Regions from separate parts of the Gossypium hirsutum genome. Here region 1 is linked to region 2. A link is a contact called in public Hi-C data. All regions are on one chromosome and are shown on one strand. The core of a region is the stretch at or near the end of the contact, and the rest is flanking DNA. Distances in the headings are between cores, read along the strand shown. Region 1 holds the start of LOC107948986 (pentatricopeptide repeat-containing protein At1g73710). Region 2 has its middle 13 kb from the start of LOC121228221.

The links. Hi-C and Micro-C count contacts between places; a contact is called where the count stands out from the background.
Region 1: a contact with region 2 is called in a Hi-C map of leaf, with 5 times the contacts expected there. The contact joins the promoter of LOC107948986 here to the enhancer-like site in region 2. A contact is called at or near these places in 15 of 34 Hi-C or Micro-C datasets (anther, callus, hypocotyl and 2 more).

What each region holds. Positions count from the first base shown.
Region 1 is chrA04:82,283,386-82,289,561 of Gossypium_hirsutum_v2.1, forward strand. LOC107948986 (pentatricopeptide repeat-containing protein At1g73710) reads left to right here and starts at 3,109. Exons shown (of 2, transcript XM_016883676.2): 1 at 3,109-3,386; 2 at 3,489-6,176. The coding sequence starts at 3,317. It overlaps LOC107948985 (secretory carrier-associated membrane protein 1), which reads left to right. Exons shown (of 14, transcript XM_041111536.1): 10 at 14-81; 11 at 170-218; 12 at 358-423; 13 at 534-666; 14 at 803-991. The coding sequence ends at 620.
Region 2 is chrA04:82,235,669-82,241,860 of Gossypium_hirsutum_v2.1, forward strand. No RefSeq gene overlaps it. Among protein-coding and RNA genes, the nearest start is that of LOC121228221, 13 kb to the left of the region's middle. Within about 2 kb of position 1,588, at least 3 of the 9 cell types and tissues checked have an H3K27ac peak or open chromatin away from gene starts, as enhancers often do. A contact at or near this core is called in hypocotyl and leaf, where this site is marked.

The DNA of each region.
Region 1 (6,176 bases), core at 1,859-4,358, 49 kb after region 2:
TTCCTCCTTGCAGTTCCATATATTATTTTGCGTCCTTGCTGCAATTGCTCCTCCATTTATTTTCAAGGGAAAATCCCTTGCGTAAGTTGGTCAAGTCTATCTCTAAATATCCCATCACATTTATGATCTATCTATAGCTGATGTCTTAATGGTGTAATTCTTTGTGCAGAGGTATTTTACCTGCTTTGGATCTCTTTAGCTATAATTATGTGCTTGGGGTAAGTTCATACCATTAGGCTGCCATTGCCATAGTCAATTTTTGATTACATTATCGCCCTTATCAGTACTGTTTAGGATCATGATTTTACTTTTTATGAATCATATAGCCTTGAGTCTTTGCTTCATTTCAACTTGCAGATATTATACTTCGTCGGTTTTGCATTTTTTTGCTGTGAATCACTTGTCAGCATCTGGGTTATTCAGGTCCACTTATCCCTCTCTTGTCTATACCCTTCGACTCTTTATATATAACCGTATCTGACACTCTCACCGAAATAACATAAGCCTCATCGATCTCTTTTTTGGATTTGCAGCAAGTATATATGTATTTCCGAGGTAGTGGTAAAGCAGCTGAGATGAAGCGGGAGGCTACAAGAAGAACCATGATGTCAGCACTATGAGACGGGAGGTGGTAATCGAAAATGGGGGGTATTTGCGATACAAATTGTAGGTGGACTAGGGCTTTTGGCTACAAGTTTTTTTGTTCTTCTCCCTTACCTCATAGGTGGCTTTTCTTTGCTTATTCATTTAATTTGCTGTTCAGAAATGTTTTTTGCTGACGGGGGCCACTTTGTTTTATCAGGGGTTAGCAAACCTTCACCAAGATTTTCCAAATGGCGTCCAAATAATTTAATTTTGTTTGATTGAGATATAAAATTGATTGTATTTGTATATCACTGGATACGATTTAGAGCCTAAGTATTAAATTATCCCAATACTTATGTACTTCCAGAACTATTTACAGAATATTAAAAGCTGCCCTTGTTTATTATTATTATTGCAAAAATTTTAGTCACAATGTATTATCGTTTTGATCGATTAGGTCGTTTGTGAGTTAGGTTGAGTTACAATAATTTTTAATCCCATTTTATAAACTACAGTGATTAAAGAAAAATGGGGAGACATAATAATATTATAACATGTTTGTGGATTTTTTTTTTTGGTTTTTGTCAGTGAATTTCATTTATTTGAGTGCAAAAGCAGTCTTACAAAAGAATAATAATTCTATACAATTAAAATTTAACTAATTCCTAATTTGTACAAAGATAAATATTAATAGTATTCTTTTTATTGATCAATTTCGTCTGTGTAATCTCTTTCAATACGAAACTTGCCTTTAAACCACGTAATAGTCCATGAAAGCTCTTGTCTCCAATGGCCAACAACCCTGTCAAAGTTGCAAAGCCCCAAATCTTCTTAGAATAGACAATAATAATTATAACATGTGATCCCTAGACTCCTCAGCCCTGTTGCACAATAAGCATACCATATCAACATTGAGACCTTGAGAAGAAAGCTTATCTTTAGTTGGAAGCCTATTTAACACAACCATCCAAGCAATGATCGACTGCTTTGGAATATGCAAGGCAAACCGGATCAGCTAATGCCATGGAACTTTATTATTTTTTACTCGAATCTCCCCCAAAATCTTTAAAGTAGCAATATTGCCAGCAGGCAACCTAGCAACAATGTCTTTTAGCTTTAAGAAATCTTCTCCAATTCTAGCTACTGGCAGATCAATTACAAGTAGCATCCCAAAAGCTCCCTCCCTTCAAAACATAAGCCCGAACCCAAGCAATCTAAAGGAGGACCTCTTCGGTAAGACGGGCCTTGATTTTTTGTAGAATGCAAGCCTTATTCCAGTCAACCAAGCTTCTCAATCCTAAGCCACCTTCAGCCTTGAGTAAGCAAATTGACTACCAGCAAATTCTAGCACCAGTAGCTGCAAAATCTTTCCCCTTTCAAAAGAATCTGGTGTAGATTTGATTAATTCTTCTTAGCACAGCTGCAGGCATTAAGAATTGTCTACACCAAAAAGCCTGAATGTTGAAGACTACAGATTTGATAAGCTACAACCGACCAGCATAGCTAAGATGTCAAGTCGCCTAACCATTGACTCTTGCCTGAATTTTCTCCAAAAGAGAATTACAATCATTAATAGACAGCTTCCTAGAAACCCGAGGCACACCCAAATAGCTTACAGGCAACCTTCCCAACTTAAAACCAGTGACCCTTTGCACAATTACTAAATCATCCTCATACCAGCAGCAAAGATCTCAGTCTTAGAAACATTAAGTTGCAAACCAGAAAAATAGTAGAACTCTTGAAGAATGCACCAAATACCAATAACTAAATTAATTGTGCCATTTGCAAGAATAAGATCATCAACAAATGAAAGATGAGTAAGATGAACTCTTAAGACATGTAGGATGAAACTTGAAAACTCCTTGCATCACTGCCATATGCAACAATTTTGAAAGAATACTCATAATGACACCTTATTCCCCTTACACCTCTAAAAAAACACAACAAACCTCCATTAATGTAAATAAAAATATGTGTTGCACTTTTTAGTAATAATAATTTTAAAATTAAATAAAAGGTTGTAAATTTGTTGTAGTTGAGCAAAAGTCAGTGCAAACTAACTTAATTCATACATTCAATTTATCATTTTTTATTAAATTAATTATTTTAAATAATTCGATTTAAAGTAAAATTAAATTGATCAATCATTTGTTAATGAAATATTGATAGACTTAACTTAATTTATACATTTGCTTTTGTAAACTTGTTGAGTGTTGGTTTCGCTTTGGTAACACTAGAGAAAAAAATTTACAAAACCAAAAATCAACCCGAATCAAGATATATAGATAATTTATGTTTGTCAAAAAAAAACAAAACATAATTTATGAAATATAAATTTAAAATTATTTAATATATAATTAATTTTATTTTTTATAGTATAAAAATAAATATTTTATATTTAAAATAATGAAAATAATTTAAAAATAATTTTTAAATATTTATAAAAACATTTTAAAATTTTGTCAAATAATAAATCTGAAAATTAATATAAAAAATTATATAAACAATTAAAAAATTCGACTGAACGGAATCAATACCAACCCTAACACCGACTCTAATGCCTTTGTGGCGAATGCTGACGTGCTAACTCCAAATCCAATTCTCCTTAAATGCTAAAAACCCAATGTCCAGCTGAGCGGAGCACCACCAAAACCCTACCAAATGCACTCACCCTAAAACCCTAAATCCCCACGAAAACCCCACCCAAAGGAAAACCCCCAATACCCACAAAATGATTCGGAGTTACAGTTCAGGAGAATTGAGTCGTGAAAGTTTCCGACCTCACATCTTGGTTTTGCCCAGTAAGTTCCCTCCCCTCCATTTTCCTTGCGTTGCTAGAGCTTTTACCGGGTTTAAATTCAATGACTCAAGATTTTCTAATAACCTAAATTTGCTTGAGCCAGGACTACGTACAAGCGTAAACTTTTATTCCCAGATGCTGAATTCAAGAGGATTTAGGTTTCATCTAGAGTTTAAGCTATACTGTCATTCCAAAACCCTGTTTTTGCCTGCTAGAAGCTCTTGGAGTAATGTCAAAAAGAAGAGGTATGGAGGTGTTTTGCCTTCGATTCTTAGGTCTTTGGATTCCGATAAGAATTTAGATAAAACCCTCGCTTCGGTTTGTGAGAATTTGAGTCCTAAAGAACAGACTGTGGTACTCAAAGAACAGAGTAACTGTGAGAGGCTTATTCATGTTTTTGAGTTTTTCAAATCATTGAAAGATTATGTGCCGAATGTAATTCATTATAATATCGTGCTTCGAGCGCTGGGGAGAGCTCAAAAATGGGATAAGTTGAGGCTTTGTTGGATTGAAATGGCGAAAAACGGTGTCTTGCCTACTAATAATACTTACGGTATGCTTGTTGATGTTTATGGGAAGGCTGGTATGGTGAAAGAAGCTTTGCTCTGGATTAAGCATATGAGACTTAGGGGACTTTACCCTGACGAAGTAACCATGAATACGGTTGTTAGGGTTCTCAAGGATGCTGGGGATTTTGATAGGGCAGATACGTTTTATAAGGATTGGTGCATTGGCAGGGTGGACTTGAATGATATCGAGTTGGATTCGATGATTGTTTTAGACAATGGGTCTGGTTCAGCCATTAGCTTTAAGCAGTTTCTGTCCACTGAGCTATTCAGGACAGGTGGTAGAAGTCCTGTTTCGGGAACTTCAGGTTCACCAGATACAGAAAGTTCTGTGAGAAAGCCACGACTAACGTCTACATACAATACTTTGATTGATTTGTATGGAAAAGCAGGTCGCCTCAAAGATGCGGCGGATGTGTTTGCTGAAATGTTGAAATCCGGTGTGGCAATGGATACGATCACCTTTAACACTATGATCTTTACATGTGGAAGTCATGGTCATTTATTGGAGGCCGAATCCTTGCTTGCTAAGATGGAAGAAAGGGGAATACCTCCTGACACGAAGACTTATAACATCTTTTTGTCTTTGTATGCTGGTGCAGGAAATATTGAAGCAGCCCTGGAATATTATAGGAAAATCAGAAAAGTAGGTCTTTTCCCTGATATTGTAACTCACAGAACTGTTCTTCATATATTGTGCGAGAGGAATATGGTTCAAGAAGCGGAGACTGTGATTGAAGAAATGGAGGAATTTGGTATTGACATTGATGAGCAGTCTCTTCCTGTAATTATAAAGATGTATATTGCTGAAGGACTGCTTGACCGAGCGAAGATGCTTTTTGAAAAGTTCATTTTGGATCATGAGCTTTCATCCAAGACAAGTGCTGCAATTATAGATGCTTATGCTGAAAGGGGGCTTTGGTCTGAAGCTGAGGCTGTATTTTATGGCAAAAGAGATAGTCCGAGGCAGAACAGAAGTGTTCTCGAGTATAATGTCATGGTCAAAGCCTATGGCAAAGCGGAACTTTACGATAAAGCTTATTCTCTCTTCAAGAGCATGAGGAATCATGGGACTTGGCCTGACGAATGCACTTATAATTCCCTAATTCAAATGTTTTCTGGAGGTGATTTAGTGGATCACGCAAGAGACCTCTTAGGTGAAATGCGAGCAGCAGGATTAAAACCAAAGTGTCAAACATATTCCTCTCTTATTGCATGCTATGCCCGTCTTGGCCAGCTTTCTGATGCTGTTGATGTGTACCAAGAAATGATCAGTGCAGGGGTGAAGCCTAACGAAATTGTTTTTGGGTCCTTAATCAATGGATTTGCTGAAACTGGTGGTGTTGAAGAAGCTCTTCAGTATTTTCGCATGATGGAAGAATCTGGTATATCAGCAAACAAGATAGTGCTAACTTCACTGATTAAGGCTTATACCAAGGTCGGGTGTTTGGAAGGAGCAAAACGTGCTTACGAAAAGATTAAGGATCTAGAGGGTGGTCCAGATATTGTTGCATCAAATAGTATGCTTAATCTTTACGCAGATCTAGGGATGGTATCTGAAGCCAGATGTATTTTTGACAATCTGAAAGAAAATGGTGGCGCGGATGGGTTTTCGTTTGCAGCTATGATGTATTTGTACAAAAGCATGGGTATGCTCGACGAAGCGATTGATGTTGCAGATGAGATGAAACAGTCTGGTTTGTTAAGGGACTGTTCTTCATACAATAAGGTGATGGCATGCTATGTCACTAATGGCCAGTTGCGTGGATGTGGTGAATTGTTGCATGAAATGATTAACCGAAAGATTTTACCCGACATGGGATCCTTTAATGTACTATTAACGTCACTCAAGAAGGGAGGCATTCCGATTGAAGCCGTAACACAACTAGAATCATCATACCAGGAAGGGAAACCATATGCAAGACAAGCTGTTATCATTACTGTTTTTTCTTTAGTAGGTTTACATGCTTATGCACTCAAATCTTGTGACGCCATCATAAAAGCGGAAATACCTCTCGAGTCTTTTGTGTACAATGCAATGATATATGCTTACGGGTCATCAGGGCAGATTGACAAGGCTTTGAACATATTCATGAAAATGAAGGATGATGGTCTGGAGCCAGACATTATTACTTACATTAATCTGGTGAGTTGTTATGGGAAAGCTGGTATGTTGGAAGGTGTGAAGAGAATATACAGCCAACTAAAGTACGGAGAGATTGAGC
Region 2 (6,192 bases), core at 338-2,837:
AAACCTGTATTTGCCAACTTGGCTGCTCTATTGTAACAAAATTGAGTTTGGAACTTAGCTATACAAGTGTTTATGGATTAAGTAGTCCTTTCGATTTGTTTTAAATCAAATTTAGATTTATAGATTTTAACTTTGATATGTTTTTATTATTTTTTTTAAAAGAATAAAATGAATCATTTGAACAAATAAAATCAAGTTCAGATTTAAGACTAAAATTCGTCTCGACCCATAAACCAGAGGAAAATCAAATTTCCTTTTTCCCCTGCTATGATTCATGCATTAATTCATGGTAAGAAGTCTCATAGATTCAACATCTTGCTTTGCTATTTGCTATCCCTTTCTTGAACTTAGCCAAAAAAAAAAAACATGAAAGTAGTGCTTATCTATTTGAAATTTTCTTAACCCAAACTTTACTTGATTTAAACCAAAATAGTCTAAAATGTTTTACCTAAAATGACTGTTGTTTATGTTTAAGATTGCAAATACTTTGTTATTTAAATTTAATATTTGTTATACATAAGGATTTTAACTGAGGTATTTTGTCAAATCAACCACTTTGATTAAAAAGAAGTTTGTTTGAAAAATGATTTTTTCAATAGAAAACTATTAGGATTATATCAAGATCCATTTTGAGATCTCTTATCATATTTAAGTCTATATACAATAAATAACTCATAACTTCATTACCATCACTCCATGATGTAACCAAATTACATCCTATCCATTCTTAATAAAAAGCCTCCATGATTCTACTACCAATCCCATGTACTAGAACACTTGTCCAAAAAGGTCCACATCAAGCTCCTCCTTATGTAAACTCCCTCCATCACTAAGAAGTCTAAACTCACACTACGTTATTGATGCTCGAGCTCAAATCTTGCCTCAAACTTTCTAAATACTCTCGAATCTCGTTAACTAAGTTTGATATATCATGAAAATCATCTCCAACTTTTAATATCACATATTGTATAAACATATTAAAAGAAAAATGGTAGTTCATTTAAAATTTAAGTTATCATTATTTAATTATAATCTAAAATAGGAAATTTAGCTTATAACTCGAGGTACTCGTCATTTGGTACAAACAAAACAATGTATTTCTGTATTTCATTAAACTTTGAAGATCAAGTTGGGCTTTCTGTACATAAGACTGGAGCTTACTTTCCTCTTAAATCTTTTCAACTTTAAAGCTGCCTTCTTGAATGATGCTTTAATGGGCCTAAAATATGGCCTTCTACAGGTTTACACGCATTCTCACTGCAGCAGACAGTGTCCAATTAATAGCAATACTCAATTTAATCAATCTAATTCAGTTAATTAAATTTGATTTTAATAATTCTATTGATTTTCAAATCATTAATTTGCAACTTTTATATTCCAACCGGCGAAAGCCTCGGAGCATGGCGGACTAAGCAACGGTAGCTAACTGCAGGCAGCTAAGGCTTTTTTTTTTTAAAAAAAAAAGAGAAAGAATAATTGTTTTTGAAGATAGGGAGGAAATGAATTAAAAAAGTAAAGCCTTCTCTTTCAAGCCTTGACCTAGGTCAAAGGACTCGGTTTGAACCCGAACCGGATTGAGCTACCCAACAGGCCACTCCGTCATCTCAACTTGGCCAAGCAAGGTTTTAGCCCAAAAATTGGGCTTGGTATAATTCCTTAGTTTTAAGTTTATTTTACTAGCCAATTTTTATTTTTTAATTGTTGTATTTATGTCATATTAGCTATAGTTATGTGAAATTAATTTTTATATATTCCAAATGTTATATTCTTATGTATATATTATATTTAACCATAGTTTCAATGATATTATTTGCTATATTTATAACGTATAATGGCATGTGAATTAAAGTGATTTAAAAAAAACATTTTCTTAATATTGCATGAATATTTATATGTATTGGGTGTAATTTTATTGATTTTTATATTTATCATAATGCAAACTATCATAATTTTAAAAAATAAACATTTATATTATTTAAAAATTTTTCAACCATGCTTTTTATCTTTTTGTTTTTGTCTAGTTACAGCCACCTTTTTCTTTTGTCCACCAACCTTTTTTTCTTCTTCTTCTTCTTCTCATTTACTCCACGCTTCTTTTCTCTAAAACAATTTACAAATCTATTTTGTAGATATCTTTATTATCTTCACAAGTTGTAATGGACAGACGACGGTGCCTATCATTGTTGAAATACCACCAACCACTAATAGTTTCTTTTAGACAGTGAGTAGCTTTTTGTTGACTTTTTAATCTATTTCTATTTTGAGAATATTTCAGAATAATAAATAATTTCATGAGTCAGTTTAAACTCCTGTTGTCTTAACTTTTAAAAGTTCTTCTTTCTACTCTTATAATTCGTTTTTTAGGCTTTGCTTATGCATGTAGTTTTGCTTTTGTAAGTGATTTTAGCGTTGGTTTTGTCGTCATCCTCTCTATTTTGGTGAATACTTAATTCTTTTGCAGATTTATGGCCGCCGTTTTGGACCACCCGGGGTTGATTTTCTTATTGTATTAAGTGCTTACAATCACTATTGATATGTTGTGCTTGAGTTGTGATAGAACCAATTGTTAACATGCCATAATGTTCTATTGATGCTGAAGCTGAAACTTTTGTTGTGTTGATGGAATTTGTTCTCTAGCGCGTACAACGGGTGTTTGTTGTTTTTCCCCATTGAATTATATGGTCTCATTCATTGAATGAATTAATGAATTTTCCCTATCAATTTTTTTCAATCATAGTATTATTCAAAATGTTACAAATATTATAATAATATTATAATAAATAAATATAAAATACTAAAATTGATACATGTAATCTAATCCATGCATTGTACAAGATAAAAAAATTAGTAAATTTCTTTTCTTTCTTTTTTTCAAACTTTCTTTATGAAAGATGCAATTTACCCGTTTCAAATCCCACATATTCTACAAATAAGTAATATGAAAGCCCCATATTCTTCTCAATATTTGCTGCAAAACTTTCAATTACAAATGGAGGAAACCAGGTAGAGGTAAACAACATTTTCCTTAATCAAACAAATAATTACCTAAAATCTAACATCTACCATGAAATAAAATAATAATGTAAAAAAAAAAAGAAAAAAAGATTGAGTTTAGAATCCATCTTGATATGTATGAAGATAGTCCCCCACCCCACCACCTTTTGTGGTGATGGAGGCTTTACTTGTTCAAGAAGATAAAGGTAAGGTTAAAGTTTGTGAGAATGCCTTTTTTAATCATTTTAATTTGTAGTGGTTGATTAGTAAATAGATAAAATGTAGTCTTCTTTCTGACCCACAAATGCAGTCAGTTGTCAATGTTATTCTGCTATTTTTCTCCATCACTATAATGGAATATCGTTAACTACCTTTGAAGCTTTTTTATTTTTACCCTGGGATCTCAAATATGTAAAATGATCTGTGTAATTATAAAATTATTTTTAAAAATTGGAAATATTGCATTAAATAAAAAAAATATCGAGAAGAGATGAATAAAACAAGTTTTGCTTTAGGGTTTAAATTTCATGAACTAATCTGATATCAATTTAAATAAAATATTATTAGAATAATTTTCAAATATATTTATATTTAATCTTTTGAGTGGGTTGACAACACAAGTAAATTTAAAAATCAATTCGGTTAGAAAAATATTAATATAACCTTTTATATATAAAGATATTTTTGTATATATATATTTTATAAAATTAATAAAAAATTAATCATAATGAAATTTAAACTCACGAGACTCATTTCAACCAATGATTATTTTTAACATAAAGTTATGATAAATATATTTATTACATTACAGATACAATCATAAGTATAATTACACATAATATAACATTAGAATCATTATAATTAAAATAACAAAACATATTGAGTAGATTAAAAAACAAAAACCCATTCATGTGTGAGAATTAAGTAATGTTAATATAAATATATATAATTTATGTGAAGACACAAATATAAGAAGTTAAATATTAAGCTTGTGAATAAACCAAAACTTCATTATTGTAATCAATAAAAAATTAAAAAAGCAAAAAGCAAAAAGGGACCTACATTTTAGACTAGTTGTACAGATGGAAATGCATTACTTCTGCGTGGAAAAATATTACATCCCAATCACCTTTTTAAACAAGAAAAAGGAAAAGAGAGAGAAAAAAAAAAAGTGGTCATTGATTGGCGTAGTTGATTTTTTCCTTTTCTATATATATAATAGAAAATTAGGGAAGGAAAGCTCAAAGTCATGGCAGAACAAAAGAAAAAGAGGCAAAAGAGTTGGCGGATAATCCGTGGGTGTTTGCCCCATTTACCCGATTTGGAAATTGTTGTACCTCTTCATTTGGTGAAAATATTATGAAAATTTCTGTATTAGACCTCAGACTGTATCTTATTTTGTCTATTAAAAAATAGGTAATTTAGATTCTATACATTATATTGAAGAGCAATAGTCTTTTCGGTTAAAGTTTAACAGAAAAATCAATTTGCTCTTTAATCTAACGTATAGAGGTTAATTTTTTCATTTTTTGAGTAGAGGGGGTAAAATACTATCTGACTCTTAGTATAAGGGCCTCCATGATACTTTTATTCTCTTCATTCAAAAATGAAATTAAGTCATCATTCCTCAAATGTAAATCTAATGTGGATATAACCACAATGTGTGGCATGGTAATAGCTCACTTCGTTCTTTAATCATGTGGGCAAGGATTCGATCCTTACTCATTAGAATAGAGCATATTTTGTGGTCAACCATTTACTTTTTCAATAAACATTACTACCGACGAGATTTTCACCCTTATAAAATCTTAAGGGAAGAAAATGATTTCAAAACCATATCAACAAATTTAATTCCAAGTCTTAATTGAAAGCTATATAGGATCACATGGGCACCCAATTGCAACTTGCATGTTCATTGGTGGATATACAAAAGTTCTATTAGTTGGCCAGGTCTCTACTTTCAACTACATCCACAGTTGTAATCCAAAAGATCAAACGGATTGCTTGTGACAAGTTTTTTTTTTTTTGTAGTAGCATGCAGCAAGCACAGTCCCAAGTTGGGTATCTAAAAATGGCACTAATCTGCCACCCTAGTTGAGTGTCAAACGATGCCAATTATGATGAATCTTCATGTACCATGATTTCTGTTGAGGGGGGCCTTGGGTTTGTGGTGAAAAGTGGTCTAATATTTTGTTGTCATGTGTGAAGCTATAGATGTAGAAATATGGCTGAAATATATATCAGGGATTATAGATGAATGGTTATCATATGCGATAAACATTAAGCATTTAAGACAGCATCCTCCCCCACCCCCCACCAAATCAACTCCCGTAGTTCGGTGCGAAATAAATGCATATAACTCCCATTCAATAACCAGTATTGTTGCCTACCATTTTTGTTGCATGTCACGTTAATGCAACCAAGTAAAAATAATGTATAATGTCAACTTTAATCTTTAACGTTTATATCTTTTGTTAATTTAGTCTTTTTTTTTAAAAAACTAAATTTACCCTCAACATTTTAAAAAGAGTCACATTTGACTATCAACTTTTTGAAAGAGTCAAAATGATATTTTTTGAGTAAAATACTAACTAAAATGTTAAATTTTTAAACACAACAACCTACATGACAATCCATGTGTACATAATATATTTTTTAATTTTCATGAACTTTTTATTTTTTTAATTTTAATTTTGATTTAATTTTTAAATTTTTATAAATTTTGAATTATTTGTTGGCATGACATATAAAACAAATGATGTTATGTTAGTATGATGTACATATGGACCATCATGCGAGTTGTCACACCAACAACATTAAAAATTAAAGTTTTAATCGTCATTTCCGCTAAAAAAAAGCGACTTGACTCTTTTTAAAGGTTAAGGGTCAAATTTAACTAAAAAAGAATAAGAACAAAATTGACAAAATGTAAATGTTGAGGGCTAAATTTATCATTATGCCTAAAAATAATAAAAGAATCCATTATGCTTTTAGTGTTATGCGTAAGTTGTGAAATTAGTTCTTTTATTTTAATATGATAATTTTTTTATACAATGTTAAGATAGGGGATGGGGTCACACGGTTCTAATCTGTGTTAAATGGGTGCCTGAGAAGAGTATTAACCATTGTTCCATACAAGTCAAGACTAATATGGCTATTTTTGGTTCCTATACTTTTTGAATTTTGAAATTTCAGTCG